3 separate regions of the Mus musculus genome follow, and all the other regions are linked to region 1. The links are chromatin contacts, called in public promoter capture Hi-C maps. All regions are on one chromosome and are shown on one strand. The core of a region is the stretch at or near the end of the contact, and the rest is flanking DNA. Distances in the headings are between cores, read along the strand shown.

Region 1 (4,936 bases), core at 1,202-3,701:
TGGGTGTTGCCGTCCCTGGGCTGATACCCCTGGACTCTGTAAGAAAGCAGGCTGAGCAAGCCAGTAAGCAGCACCTCTCCATGGGCTCTGCATCAGCTCCTGCCTCCAGGATGCTGCCCTGCCTGAGTTCCTGTCCTGCCTTCCTTCAGTGATGGACTATTATATAGAAGTCAAATAAACCCTCTCCTCCCTAAGTTACTTTTGGTCATGCTGTTCCATCACAGTAATATTAACCCAAACTAGGACTGTGATTCTAGGTTAGGAGGTGTGCACGCTGACTGTAAACAATGATAATACTTCAAAGAATCATGATGACGACATGTAAACCTTTGTTAGACTTACAACAAGTGTTGAAGTAGTTAGGGAGTTTATTCTCACTGGAGTTAGATGTCTGACTAATGGTAATATACTCTTATAATACCAGCACTTAGGAGGCTGAAGCAGGAAGATCAGGTGTTCATAGGCAGCCTAGGCTGCCCAGTAAGTTGAAACGATGTCTAAAGAGACACTGCCCTGTCACGCATCGAAACGCTTTAAGAGAAAATCAAATATACTGGATGTTAAATTTAGATGAGAGATTTAAAATATTTAAGAGACTCCAATGGACTATATTTATAGTGGAGCTTAAATTGTTCAAGCTGAGTTAATAAAATTTTAATTTTAAAAGGACAAATGGGAATGAAGCACAGTGGGAAGTTATTGAACCAACCAGGGCTATGTAGTGAGACCCTGTCTCAAACAAGAAAGAAAGAAAAGAAAGATGGGTCTGCAGAAATGGCCCAGTGTTTATCTATGCAAGGTGTTACACAGCCATCTGAGGGCTGAGTTTGAATCGCCAGCACGTACATATGTAGAGCTTCATAATAAAACAACAAAATGCGTACTTTGAACTTAAAAGGCATAAGGGACAGTAGAATGTTTACTTGATGAACAATAATCTATTCTTTGTCTACAATGTCAGTAATTACTCCCAGACCATTTTTCTCTACTCTCTAATCCCGAACTATACAAACAGCTGGGCGTGGTGGTGTGAATCTGTAGTCTCAGGGCTTGAGAGGAGGAGGAGGCAGGAGGACAAGGGTCTGGGCAGTAAGTACTAAGTCATTGGACTACACAGACAGCCCTTGTCTTAAAAAATAAAAAGGATCAGAGCTGGCAGGGGGTGGCTCACAACCATCCATAATGAGATCTGACGCCCTCTTCTGGTGCGTCTGAAGACAGCTACAGTGTACTTATGCATAATAATAAATAAATCTTTGGGCTGAAGCGAGCAGGGACTGAGCGAGCAGGATTGACCAGAGTGAGCAGAGGTCCTAAAAAAATTCAATGACCAACAACCACATAAAGGCTCACAACCATCTGTACAGCTATAGTGTACTCACATACATAAAATAAGTAAATCTTTAAAAAATAATAATAAAAAGGATCAGAAAACACACAGAAACTCACGTCATCTCTTATTCTAGTCCCTTGCCAGTCCACCACATCCTTCAGCATGGAAATGTGTTAGTCACGTCTCAGCCCCAGAAGTCTCCACACGGCCCGTCCTGAAGTTCGCACTTTCCCACTGGGAACCCTAGGAAGGGTGATATTCTGTTCCACCTGCCCGCCCCGTGCCTTGACCTCCCGGGTTCCTTTACTCTTTGCCTGGAACCCTGACTTCTCATGCTGCTCTCACGCCTGGCAGAGAAGGCAGGAGCTGGTGACTGAGTCGTTCCAGGACACATTTACCAGCCCTGCGTCCTGCGCAGCTCAGTACCTGACACCATTGCTCACATGCTCCCTAGGAGCATCAGCACCGATCCACCCACCCTCCCGGTTACAGCACAGACAGACTCATTCAAAGTCCTTGAGCAGCTCACCCCACTAACAACCAGAGAAGCAGAGGGCAAACAGACATTTATACCTCCAATGGTCCAGTATTTCTTCAGTTCTTTGCCATCTGACTGACTCTTGGATTTTTCCTTGGATTTTCACCTCAGCCTCCTCTGGCCCCGCCTTGCCTGTGTCTATCATTTACAAACCTCCCTAGGCAATAGGCTCATGAAAATGCCCATCCTGGTCTAACTTGTAGGTGAAAGAGAAGAATCAGTTATCCAGTTTTGACATGGGCAAAGCATGAATAAACAGCTCTCCAGTCAGTAAGTACAGGCAAAAGGCATGTGACAAAATGTGACGGTAGCCAGGCATGGTGTCACACACCTGAAGTGTCAGCACTTGGGCTATCCTCAGAGGTCAGCCTAGGCTACCTCAAAAACATTAGAAAAGAAAAAGAGAAAAGAAATATGACCACAGCCTGTGCCCACTAAAGGGGTCCCTGTTCCTTCAGAAGGGGCTAGCCCAAATCCTACAGGAGTGAAGGGTCAGGACATCGAGAGCTCTGTAGACCCAAACTTACACTTCTGCTCAAACTCTCCCAGGCCAGGGAGCCCTCAGAAGCGAAGGCAGTGTGGGAATAATTAGTCAGACACGCTTCCCTTTGTGTCACAGAATCTAACTCGCCATCTATGACTTCAGAGAAGTTACGTGACAACAGCAGCACACGGTGTCATAGCAACACACCTACACGTCCTGCTGCCACCTTCCTGCCCGCAGAGAAAACAGCTGCCTTCTTCAAAAGTCAACACAGCCAGGCACTGTGCCGCTCATCTGCCACCTCCAGCACTTGGGAGGGAGACACGTGGAGTCAGGCTGAGGCTAGCAGAAACTACAGGAGACCCTGTCTAAATAGAAAAATAAGTAACGTAAGCAGCGGGTAGCCTGACATCAGCTGGGTGAAGTGTCACAGTGTCACTTAGTGCTTAGGAGTAGAGACAGAATCAGGTGTTCACGGTCATTCTTAGCCACAAAATCAATTTGAGGCCATCCTGGAATACATGAGACACTGGTTTTTTTTAATTAATTAATCAACTAATTAATTAATTTAAAAAACAAAGGAACCAAGAGTGCATATCTTTAATCCCAGCACTGGGGAGGCAGAGGCAGGCAGTTCCCTGTGAGTTCAAAGTTAGCCTGGTTGACAAAGCAAGTTCACGGACAGGCAGAGCTCTCTTTCAGAGAAACCCTGTCTCAGAAACAAAACAAGAAAAAACTAGGGGAGGGGGGAATTCCACTTACCATAGCATCAGAAAGATTAAAACCTTACCAAGAAAGTCAACAAATAAATTGTAAGACTTCTACAATGAAAAGTCACAAAACATTGTTTAAAGGCATTTAGTACTAAATATATCAGAAGATTTGGTGTTCATGGGTTGGAAAACCTGATTGTGTTATTGTGATAATTCTGCCAACTCCCACCAGTGAGTCCAAGACAATGCCTATAAAAATTTCAATTGCCCCTTTTTGCAGAAATGAAACTGATCCTAAAAGTCATACGGCGATTCAAGAGGCACGGAATAGCCAAAATACTTTAGAGAGGCCAGAAAGATGGTTCAGCAATTAAAGACATTTGCCACCAAGCCTGGCTACCTGAACTGAATCCCTGGGACCTCCAACGGTGGCAGGAGAGCATCAACTTCTGTAAACTGACCTCTGACCTCCACATACGTGCCGCGACACACTCCCACCCACACCACACACAAAATGAGTGAACAAATTAGTGTAAAAACAAAACATTATTTCAGAAAAGATCAAAACCCACTAACTCATTCTTTCCAGTTTCCTTTCTCTTCTCTTCTGAGACAGGTCTCGCTATGTAGCGCAGGCTGAACTTTTACTTACAGTAATCCTCCTGCCTCTGCCACCTTACTGCTGGGATTACATAAGCATACAGTACCACTCCGAGTTTATACTTCTTGATGTCAAAACTTACTATAAAACTGTAATCAAAACTGTGAGAGCGACATAAAGATGGACATAGATTAATGGAATAAAACTGAGAGTCCAGAAATCAAGCCATAGGCCAATTGATGGTTACCAAGACCCTCCAGTGTAAGAATAGTTTTCTTCTGACTTCAGGCACTGAGACACCGCTCAGCAGTGAAATACAAGAATTAAAACTACAGGCTGGGCGTGGTGGCGCACGCCTTTAATCCCAGCACTCGGGAGGCAGAGGCAGACGGATTTCTGAGTTTGAGGCCAGCCTGGTCTACAAAGTGAGTTCCAGGACAGCCAGGGCTATACAGAGAAGCCCTGTCTCGGAAAAAAAAAGAAAGAAAAGAAAAGAAAAGGAAAGAAAAGAAAAAAAGAATTAAAACTACAAAGCCATTAGAAGGAAAGAGGTGGCAACCTCTGTGACCTTAGATTAGGCGACAGTTTCCTAAGTACACCACCAAAAGAATAAGCAACAAAGGAAAAAAATAGATCACTACAACTCAAGATTTAAAAACTTCTCATATGAAAAGATAGCACCTGAGGGAGGAAGGGAAGCGGCCAGAGAGCATGGAGTGGTAGGAAGTACTCACTTAGGGGTATTATTATTATTGTTACCATTATTATTAGTGTGGGGAAGGTGTTGGGGTGCAAACACACTCATACACATACACATGCACATTTGCATGCCATCACATGTCAGAGGACAACTTTTGCATTTTGTGTGTGTGTTCGTTTGTTTTTGTTTTTTCGAGACAGGGTTTCTCTGTGTAGCCCTGGCTGTCCTGGAACTCACTCTGTAGACCAGGCTGGCCTCGAACTCAGAGATCAGCCTGCTCCTGCCTCCTGAGTGCTGAGATGAAAAGTGTGTAGCATCTCAGCCAGGCTTTAAATGTGTTCTTACTTATGTGTGTCTTGTCTGTATGTGCCCCACATGCATGCAGTGCCCACAGAGACCGTAAGAGGGCATTCGATCCCTTGGCACTGGAGTTTCAGGCGGTTGGGAGCCACCTGATGTGGGTGCTGGGAACTGAAACAGGGTCCTCTGCAGGAGCTGGGAGCACTCAGAATCCCTTTTGTTGTTTCTGCTGCTCTGTGCACTCCAGGCAGTTGGCTGTGAGCTTCC
Region 2 (4,936 bases), core at 1,652-4,151, 300 kb after region 1:
TTCTTTCTTCCTTCCTTCCTTTCCCCCACCCTGCCCCCCAACAGATGGTTTCTGTGTAGCTCTCACTGTCCTGTAACTCACTCTGTAGACTAGGTTGGCACTGAACTCACAAAGATCCTCCTGCCTCTGCCTCCCTGGAGTACTGGGATTAAATGCATGTGCCACCATACACAACTTGTCATTTTCTTTTTAAGACTTTAAGTTGGGTGTGGTAGTACACAGATTTAGTCTCAGCACAAGAGGCAGAAACAGGCTTATCTATGTCCGTTCCAGGCCAGCCTGGTCTACAGATTGAGTGCCAGGACAGCCACCCGGAAACCTGTCTTAAAACAGTTGAGAAACCCTGTAATAAAAAACAAACTAATAAAGTTTATTTTTTTTTTCCTTCAAGTATGTGTACATCACATGCAGTGCCCGTGGAGACCAGAAGAGGGCATCAGAACCCTCTGGAATTGGAGTTTGACAGTTGAGCCATTTTGTGGGTGTTGGCAACAGAAGCCAGGACCTCTGTAAGAACAGCCAGTGCTTGTAACCACTGAACCATCTCTCCAGCCCCTATGATGTCACTCTTAAAACTCTTCTGTTCATGCCTTGCATCTAACCCACTTGCAAATAATGTTCACTGAAGTCCGACAACTCATTCCCACTGTTTCTGCTTGGTCCAAGTCAACTTCATTGCTCACCTGAACACCTGTAATAGTCTCTGGTTGATCTTCCTGCTTCTCTCTGTGAGCTATCAATAGTGGTTTAAAAATCTTGATTATACTCAGGTGTGGTGTTGCACAACTTTAATCCCAACACCTGGAAGGCTGAGGTAGGCAGCCTTTGGTGAGTTAGAGGATAGCTCACTCTACACAGTGAGTTCCAGGACAGTCCATGATATATAGCTATATAGTGAGATCCCGTCTCAAAAAAAGGAAAAAAAAAATGTCTGGTCAAGTTGACAAAGGCTAGAGTCATCTTAAACGCGGAACTTCAGTTGAGAAAATGAGCCCATTATATTGCCTGTAGGTAGATCTATGGACTTATTTTCTTTTCTAAAAACTATGTTTTTGAGTGTTTTGCCTGCAAATACTCACGTGCACCATGTGCATCGCTGGTGCCTAATAACCCATTCAATGCCCCGAAGCTAGATTACTGTGGGAGCTGGGAATCGAACCAGGTCCTTTGCAAGAGCAACAAATGTTCTTAAATGCTGAGTCACCTCCGCAGCCCTGTAGTTATTTTCTTGATTAATGATTGGTGTGGGAGGCTCAGTGCATTGTGGGTGACACTACCAGGCAAGTAGTCCTGGAGGTGTAAGGTGTTTAGTGTGAGCCCTAGAGAGCAAGTCAGTCATCGCATCCCTCGTGCTCTGCCCAGACTTCCCACCAGGATGGACGGTGATCAGGATGTGAAAGCCTTGGCTTTGGCTGGTGTTTCCACATGGTGACAGAAAGCAAATGATTTATTATGTGTAGTGTTCCGCCTGCATGCATGCCTGCAGACCAGAAGGGGGCACCAGTTCTCATTAGAGATGATTTTTGAGCCACCATGTAGGTGCTGGGATTTGAACTCAGGACCTCTGAAAGAGCAGCCAGTGTTCTAAACTGCTGAGCCATCTCTCCAGCCCATTCATTGCCTTGTTTTCTAACTCTTCTCTCTCTCCCACTCTCAGCCTGGAACTATGCAGCTCACATGGCCTTTGGGCCTAAGATACTCCTGACTTAGCCTCCCAAGTGCTAGACCACAAGCATGCACCACCATCCCTCGAAGGAAGCGACGGAATCAGACAGGTATGCACTTGGACCCTATCCATATTTCTTTGTCCTACAGGTTAGTTCCAGAACTCAGCCCTTGAAGGTCCAATTCTCCTGCCTCAGCCTACTGAGTGATAGGATTACAAATCATCTAACAGTAAACCTGGCTTTACCTTAATTTCCTCCTTATATGGTTTCTGTAAGGATTTTTGTTTTGTTTCATTTTGAAACCTGGTCTATTTAGTGGCGGATGATCCAACTCAGAAATCCACCTAATTAAAGGTGTGTACCACCATGATATTTGGGAGATAGGGTCTCTCACACTGTAGCCCGGGATAACCTCCCAACATATAGCAATCCTCCTGCCTCAGCCTCCTGGATGCTGGGATTACAAGTGCCCGGCTGAATCCTTTAACTTTTAAATTTCCTCATCTGCCTTGGTTCCACTCACACTTTTCTCCTTGCTAATTTGGGATCCAAAGACTAAAAAAATGACTCAATATTTATTTGTAGTAACCATGGCCAAAAGTCTGGTCATGCGATCTGAAACTTCTATGGGAAGAAAACCTCAAAAGCCTAACCAATACACTTCCTTTTCCCCCTTAATCACTCGGGGGTTTGTTTTCTTTCTTATTGAGACCGGTTCTCATGTTGCTCAAACTGGCTTGGAATCTGCGATGGAGCTGAGGCTGGTTTTGAACTCCTGATTCTCCCCTACCTCTACCTCCAATACGCCGGGGGGTGGGGTGGGGGCATGTGTTACCACTTCCTGCCCCCTTACCCTTTAAACTTTTCTTCTGCTCTTTAAAAAGAGTGGATAAGTTGTTGGACTATTTATAGCCTCGTTTCTCTCCTTTCTCCCTTATTTTTTCTTTCTGCGAATTCTCGCCTTCCGCTAACGCTCACGTCGCCGCAGGAACTCGGGGCCGCCATCCTGCCTTGTCCTGCAGCTCCCGGGAGGGTCGCTCCCCCGGACCTCCGCAGAGCCGAGGTCCTCTCCGCACCCTGCATTCACCGCTCTCGCACCCATAAAGATGCACGGACAGAGCGGAAGATGGGCGCCGCTCTCGCGCCTCCCGCGGTCCGGAAACGGAAGCAGGCCGGAGCCGCCCGGAACCCGCCTCCCGAGAGCGGAAGTACGGCCGGAAGCTGGCCATAGAAGCGAGCGGCTAGAGCGGCCCTGCGGGGAGGTGGCAGGAAAGGCTTGGGAGCCGCTGCCGGAGGTGACGGAGCGGCCGCCCCGCCCCGTGCGCTGGGAGACGAGGCTTCCAGGTAGCCGTCGGTTGCAGTCGGTCCGGGGGTACGACCTGGCCTTGGGCGCAGACCCCGGCCGGTCCCGGGGCTGCCTCTTTAAGGGAGGGGGTGGAGCCGCGAGTCAGGCGCGAGGAGGTGAGGTCACGTGGGGGCGGCCACGTGCACGACTCGCGTCCCGAAGTGGGGGTTCGTCGTCGTCCGGTAGACACCATGTGCTATCTCTCCCTTCCCTGGTTCATCAGTCTTGGAACTCAATGGGGTGCACGTGGTGGGGCTTGGGACTGGGCCCGGGATGACGGAGCGGGTGGGCGTGGCAGCCAGGATGGGGCTGGCTTGGAGGAGCCCTCGAGTTGCCTTTTAGACCTCAGGACCCCACTTACTCACTGCGGATGTGGCGGGGTCCCTCTTGAGCGTGCAGCTCCCGTCCCTTCGAGCTGACCACCCTCGCAGGGTCCAGGGACCTTTAGTTTCACGTTCCTCTTTCCTTGCAGCTCCAGAAATCTTGAGGCCAGAGCCCCGCACCTCGGCGCAGCCATGAGTGCGGAGGTGAAGGTGACAGGGCAGAACCAAGAGCAGTTTCTGCTCCTTGCCAAGTCGGCTAAGGGGGCGGCACTGGCCACACTCATCCACCAGGTGCTGGAGGCCCCTGGTGTCTACGTGTTTGGGGAACTGCTGGATATGCCTAATGTTAGAGAGGTGTGTTGCTTGCCTGGGTAGTCCCCAAAGAACGTTGGGACCAAAGTTAACTCTTGAGTGCTGGGCTCGTTTTTTGTACCCAGTAACCACTCAGGTGATCGGGGTACCGATAATTAGCTCTCAACATGGAAAAATAAATCAATCAAATAAAGGTCTTCATTATCTTACAGATAAAGGGTCTGTAAACTTAGTGCTCCCTCCCTCTGTACCCACACTTTGAGTCAGGATTTCACTGTGTAGTCCTGGCTGCCCTAAACTAGTAACTATGGTCTAAGGTGGCCTTGAATGTGTGGGAAATCCCTGCCTATGTCTCATGCATAATTTTTTTTGTTATTTAAAAATATGGAACGCTTTACAAATTGGAGTGTCGTCTTTGCTCAGGGGCCATGCTAATCTTCTCGGGATCGTTCCAGTTTTAGTATATGTGTTGCTGAAGCAAGCAGAAATCTTTAATTTTGAAGCAAAAGAACAAGTCATTAAGAATACCACTGATAAACTCCAGCTTGTCCACCAGTATGATATCTTTTTGTGTTGGTTTTTTTTTTTTTTTTTTTTTCAGGACAGGGTTTCTCTATGTACTATAACTGTGTTCTGGAACTCTCTCTGTCGACCAGGCTGGCCTTCAACTCAGAGATCCTCTGCCTCTTCCTCTCGAGTGTTGGGATTAAAGACTTGTGCTACCATGCCTGCCTAGTGATACCTCTTAATAATCCTGTCACTAACATTTGGGAGGTAGAAAGAGTTGGATCTCTGAGTTGTAGGTCAGCCTGGTCTACAGATTGAGTTCCAGGACAGCCAGGGCTACACAGAGAAACCCTATCTTAAAAACAAAATAAGTCAGAAAACCTGGATCAGAAAACCCTCAGTTTTCTCTTTAAAATGGTGGTGAGAATCTAACTGCTGATAGAGTAGTTGCTTAGCACTTGTGAGGCCTTGGCTTCGATTTCGGAACTTGGGATGCTGAGATAGGGGACCACAACTTTTTAGATCAGCGTGGGCAACTTAGACTCCATCTCAAAAAGGAGTGGGGGTCTTTTCAGTGAAAGAGCCCTTGTCTGTAGTTTGCAAGGCTCAGTATAGGTTCAGTTCTCAGAACTGCAATGAGGAAAAACCTAAAAAAGCACACAGTTCCCTTCACGGTTACAGAAGTAACATTGTGGGGAAGTCTAAAGTCCCCTGAAATCAGAAAGAATGAGCATATTGAATTATGCCATGGTACCCCACCCCACCCCCAAAGTGTCACACAT
Region 3 (4,936 bases), core at 745-3,244, 290 kb before region 1:
CAAGCAGTGAGGTGACAAGGGGGTGGCCTAGAACCCAGAGAACTGTCCTTGGACTTTGGCTCTGTGTGACTCTCGTGCAGTAGTGTCTCTTCTCTGACCAGCAGTCTCCTCATCTACATTGAGAGATTCAGCCAAATGACCACATGAAAACAAGTGCTGTCTCCAAGACTGGGATGCCGTCTGTCCTGCCCTGTGCTCCCATCACATGGTACAATCCTGTGCTACCAAGTTCCTTCAGATATCCAGTTTAGAGGGGATGTAAATCAGAAACAAGGTTCTGCATAGCTGTCACAGGAGTTGACCAGTGACTCCTAAAGTCACAAGTCTAACACAGATGGAGCACAGGTGAGTTCCAGACACATGTACTGAGCCCTGGAAGGAGGTGTTCCCAGTGTCCTGGGAGAAGGTAAGGAAAGAAAATGTTTTGTACCTACCTGGCCAGGTGAGGGCCAGAACAAGCAGGCAGATCTCATACCTGAAAGGGTTCATCTGCAAAATAAAATAAAATAAAAAGGAAATGAGCTGGTTCTCACCGTCCAGAGAGGTGGCAAGGACAAGCTACCATCAATGCATGTGTCCATTGAGGGAACATTTTCTTAAGCCAATAATAATAATAATAATAATAATAGTAATAATAATAATAGAAGGAGGAGGAGAATGAGACTAAGAATAAGGATTCTCACTGCCCCCCATGCCTCCTTTAAACGTGGAGAACTAGTCCCCAAAACCCTCCCACAGCAGAGCCAGGCTTAAGAGTGACAATCCCAGTGAGCCACACTGCCGAGACCTTCTCCAGACAATGGTACCATGGGGTGGGAAAGTTCTGGTTCTATTCTCCTGCCCTTGATGTTAGCCTAGCATCCCATGACCCCACAGTCCTGCAGCATCTGGAACAAAGGTGCCATTCCACCATCACACATAGCAACCAACTAGGAGAAGGGGCTGGCTTTTGTTGTTGCCATCAGAACCCAGACTCAGAGACCAGTCAAGGCCACCACTGAGAACTTGTTAGTCACCTGCCCTGGACCGTGAGTACCTTTAGAGCAGGGACTGTCCTTCTCACCAACATCCCTGGGACCTGCAAGGATACTCAGCACCCAGGAATGCTCTGTAAATGTTTGCTGAATGGCCTTGACAAGGGGACAGGAATTTAACAGCCCTGGACCTGAGAACATTTCTTTACAATGTGCCTCACCCCACTGCCCACTCAATCCTGGCTGGCTAAGCACACTCACCCACCCCGCGACTCTCAAAGCCCCTGCTGCCACCCCTCTCTTCTGGAGAATGTTACAGGACATACAGAAGGTGCCACCTAGGGCATAGTGGGTACAACCCTTCTTACATAATGCCCATTCAGACGAATGAAGAGGGGTAAATCCAGCCTCTTATGAGTGTGAACCGGACATGGCCAAGACTGGGTCACAAAGCAAGTGTCCCTCTCCACTGCCCTCCCAGCACACAGGTATATCAGGGGCTCCAAGCACATACTCAAGAAGGGAAGGAAGGGACCTACCAATCTCATCTGAATACAATTCTGCCAGGCCAGAAAGCCTCTTCAGAAAGAAAAGCAGGACCCAGCAGCAACAGCAGAGGGACCATAGGATCCAGGTAGCTTTGAATCACTCCTCCAGACAAATCCCTTCTGTTATAGGATCCGCAGCCAGATCCTCAGGGGCAGGGATCAGCCCTGTACCTTCCCCCACCCCTCAGCTAAGCCAGATCTCCATCCAAAACCATCATACCTTGCCCATACAAACAGGGGCTGTATCTCCAAGGTCCCTTGAGGAAACCCAGCCGCTACTCAGTGGTGCCACCTCTCACTCCTAAGCCATTTTCCTGCGCAACTGCTGGATGGATCTGCTCAGACTCTGAGCCGACCTGCTGTCAAGTTGTCCAGGGGCTTCAAAGTCCTCAGAGCCAGGGAGAGAAAACCCAAGCTGTGCCCCAGCCCATTCCTCTGCCTGCAATAGCTCCAAGTTGCCACCACAGAGCCCTGGCCTTCTCTTAATTACCAGCGGGAAACAATGGCAGGAAGCAGTAGTCGAGCCCTTCCAGGCTGATAAGGCTTGAAAAGCCAGGAGGGAGAGCTCCTGGAATCTGCTCCCCAAACACCACCACAGCTCAGTTTGGTCCCCGAGACACCCTGAGTGCCCCTTTAGGCAGCCAGGACCAGGGACAGTAGGTTTCCCATGACAGCCTGGTCCAGGCTAGGAGAGAGAACCAGGCTTACATCAACGTGGCTTCTGGTTCCAATTTCCAGAGGTTTTGAAAAACTCTTCTAACCTAGCCAACTTAGCAGCAAGGTGAGAGGAAGAAGTATGTTAGCACTTCCTGCCCCGTCACCCACAGGTATGAACCGTCCAGGCTAGACCTCACAAAAACCTAGCCTGTTTGTATCTTAGCCAGTGTTTTATGTACATGGTAGCACATGCCTGGAGACAGAGGCAGGAAGGTCTCTATGAGGTTTGAGCCAGCCTGGTCTACTTAGCAAGCTCCAGGACAGCAAGGACTAGAGAGAGAGAGAGAGAGCCTCTCTCAAAACAAACAGCAACAAAAATGAAAGCACTGGTCACAGTCTAAGTCTTTGGGAACTGGGGGAGTGGGGGTGGAAATGATGGTTCCATTCTAATACTCCCCCTTCAAAGACTCACACGTACACACCTGCTCTTTGCTAAGGCATAGAACCCAAGACCTGCACGTGATAAACAATCTTCCACTGAGCTACATCCCCGAGTTCCCACCACACCTCCACGCACACTAGCGTAAATCTGCACACACATACTCTCTCTGCCCCTGCCTCCCAACCTCCTATTCCCAAAAGCCCAGGTCTCAGCCAGATGGGACACACTAATTCCTGTTCAAAAAGAAACCAGGTACAATGTAGGAAAGCGAAGTGAGGCAGGACCTTGTCTGTGGGATTGCCGGCACTCAGCTGGGCAGCCCCCGCAGAGTGTCTAGGAGTGGCCTACTTCACTGCTTCTCACTACACCATTCCGCCAAGCCTCTGAAGAACTGCTATGCCCCCTTCACACACACCTCACACTCTCCCGTTCCCGTTTCCACTGTCTTAGTTAAGGTTTCTATTGCTGCAATGAAACACCATCACCGTGACCAACAAGCACGTTGGGGAGGAAAGTGTTTATTTGGCTTCTGTATCACAGTTTATCACCAAAGGAAGTCAGGACAGGAACAAGACAGAAATGTGGAGGCAGGAACTGATGCAGAGGCCATGGAAGGGTTCTGCATACAGGCTTTCTCACAATGCTTTCTTGCAGGACCACCAGTTCAGCACCATTTCCGATGAGCTGGGCCCTCCCCCATCAACCACTAATTAAGAAAATGTCCTACAGGCTGTACACAGACTCAAATTGTGGAAGCATTTTCTTAATTGAGGTCCCCTCCTCTCAGATGTCTTTAGCTTGTATCAAGTTAAAAACAAACAAACAAACAAACAAAAACAAAAAACCTAGCCAGCACAACCAGCCAGGGTAGGAAGGCCAGTGTTGCCAGGAAAGAAAAAGAATGAAAGAGGCAAGATTAGCCCTTAACATTTCTGTTACCAGAGTCCTTAGGGGCAGAGTCTAGAAGCCTAGTAATCTAGCCTTGGCCACCCATCATCAATGGGCCAAATTAAAAGGCACATGGTAACACAATACAGAGGAAGATTTATTCATGCGGCCACAGAGGGAAGAGAACAAGGAGACCCAGTGACCCCCCCCTCCCCCACCTAAACCATACTTGAAGTACTGACATAAAATTAGGCTTAAACAGAGGGCAGGAGGTGTGTGTGTGTGTGTGTGTGTGTGTGTGTGTAGGCAGTACTGGTCAAGGTGTAGTCTCTCCCCTTATTCCTCTACTTTTTCTTGGCTCCACTCTCCTGAAGAGTTGGTCTTACAAGTTGTTGGAACTATGTAAAATCTATTTCAAAATTCCTCCTCCAGCTTCCCACTTTACCTTCTCCAGCATAAGATCCCTGGGCAAACTCCAGTGTCTTTGGAACTGTCTCAATAGCATGACAACCAAAGGGAGGGGCACAGGCATCTCATCAGGATGTCCTTCCTCCTGGGGCCTGGAGAAATGGCTCAGTGGTTAAGAACACTGGCTGACCGTCCAGGGGACCAGGTTTCACTCCCAGCACCCACATGGTCGTTCATAACTGTCTATTAACTCCAGTTCAGAGGGATCTGACATCCTCTTCTGGCCTTTCAAAATGCTGGAAAAACACAGCACATTTTAAAATACACAGCTGGCCCAGAGTCAAATGAGTGGGACATGGTGGTGCATGCCTTTAATTCCATCCCTCAGGAGTCTGAAGTAGGAGGACCGTGAGTTCAAGACCAACCTTTACTACATAGTGAGACTTGGTCACATAAAAAACAAAAGCAAAAGCAAGCAAAAGTCTAGATGTTGGAAAAGAAATCCAAGAAAATGACTCCAAAGAATAAAAAAATGAAGAACGGTAGGAAGTGTTAGGAGAGAGCATGGAATAAAAGGAGCCAAGGAGAGGCATGAGAGTCAACCCAGGAGTCTACAGACCTCGTGGTCTCTGTGTGTTCACAGCCACAGACCCACCCCGAGCATTTTAGCACAGATAATTATGAGGGTGGGCAGGAAGCTGCAGCTGAGACATGCAAATGTGATATGGAGAAAGGAAAGCCACCAGTAAAAGACTCATATTAAGACAAGCATTGAAAGGGAGGGCTGGAGGAAGAGAGGGATGGAGGGGATGGGAAGGAAAATCGGGGAGGGAAAGCACGGTAGTATGGAAAAAGACTCAGTCTCACAGCTGTGTTATTTCTGCACCTAATGCTGTCAGCTGCTAGCCAGGACTGTTTCCTTAGCCACTCAACAGCCTGCACATAGTCACAGAGATCGGTCTCAGATGAGTTAGGTCTGAGTGCTGTGGAAGAGGGCGTAGTAACTAGTTCCCAGAACT

What was found. Capture Hi-C pulls out chosen DNA fragments and counts their contacts.
Region 2: a contact with region 1 is called in a promoter capture Hi-C map of liver. The contact joins the promoter of Cops7a here to the promoter of 4930417O13Rik in region 1. A contact is called at or near these places in 2 of 39 promoter capture datasets (cranial neural crest and liver), 2 of 115 datasets of contacts at active chromatin or transcription factors (memory CD8 T cells and pancreatic cancer cells) and 1 of 9 other capture datasets (liver).
Region 3: a promoter capture Hi-C map of liver shows a contact between it and region 1. The contact joins the promoter of Vwf here to the promoter of 4930417O13Rik in region 1.

Annotation. Positions count from the first base shown.
Region 1 is chr6:125,263,040-125,267,975 of GRCm38.p6, reverse strand. It overlaps 4930417O13Rik (RIKEN cDNA 4930417O13 gene), which reads right to left and starts at 2,451. Exons shown (of 4, transcript NR_015527.1): 1 at 1,907-2,451; 2 at 1,450-1,576.
Region 2 is chr6:124,963,477-124,968,412 of GRCm38.p6, reverse strand. It overlaps Cops7a (COP9 signalosome subunit 7A), which reads left to right and starts at 2,901. Exons shown (of 8, transcript NM_001355542.2): 1 at 2,901-3,011; 2 at 3,485-3,689. The coding sequence starts at 3,528. Gm23851 (a small nuclear RNA gene) reads right to left here and starts at 4,130; the gene lies at 4,026-4,130.
Region 3 is chr6:125,550,006-125,554,941 of GRCm38.p6, reverse strand. Vwf (Von Willebrand factor) reads right to left here and starts at 1,994. Exons shown (of 52, transcript NM_011708.4): 1 at 1,743-1,994; 2 at 435-489. The coding sequence starts at 489.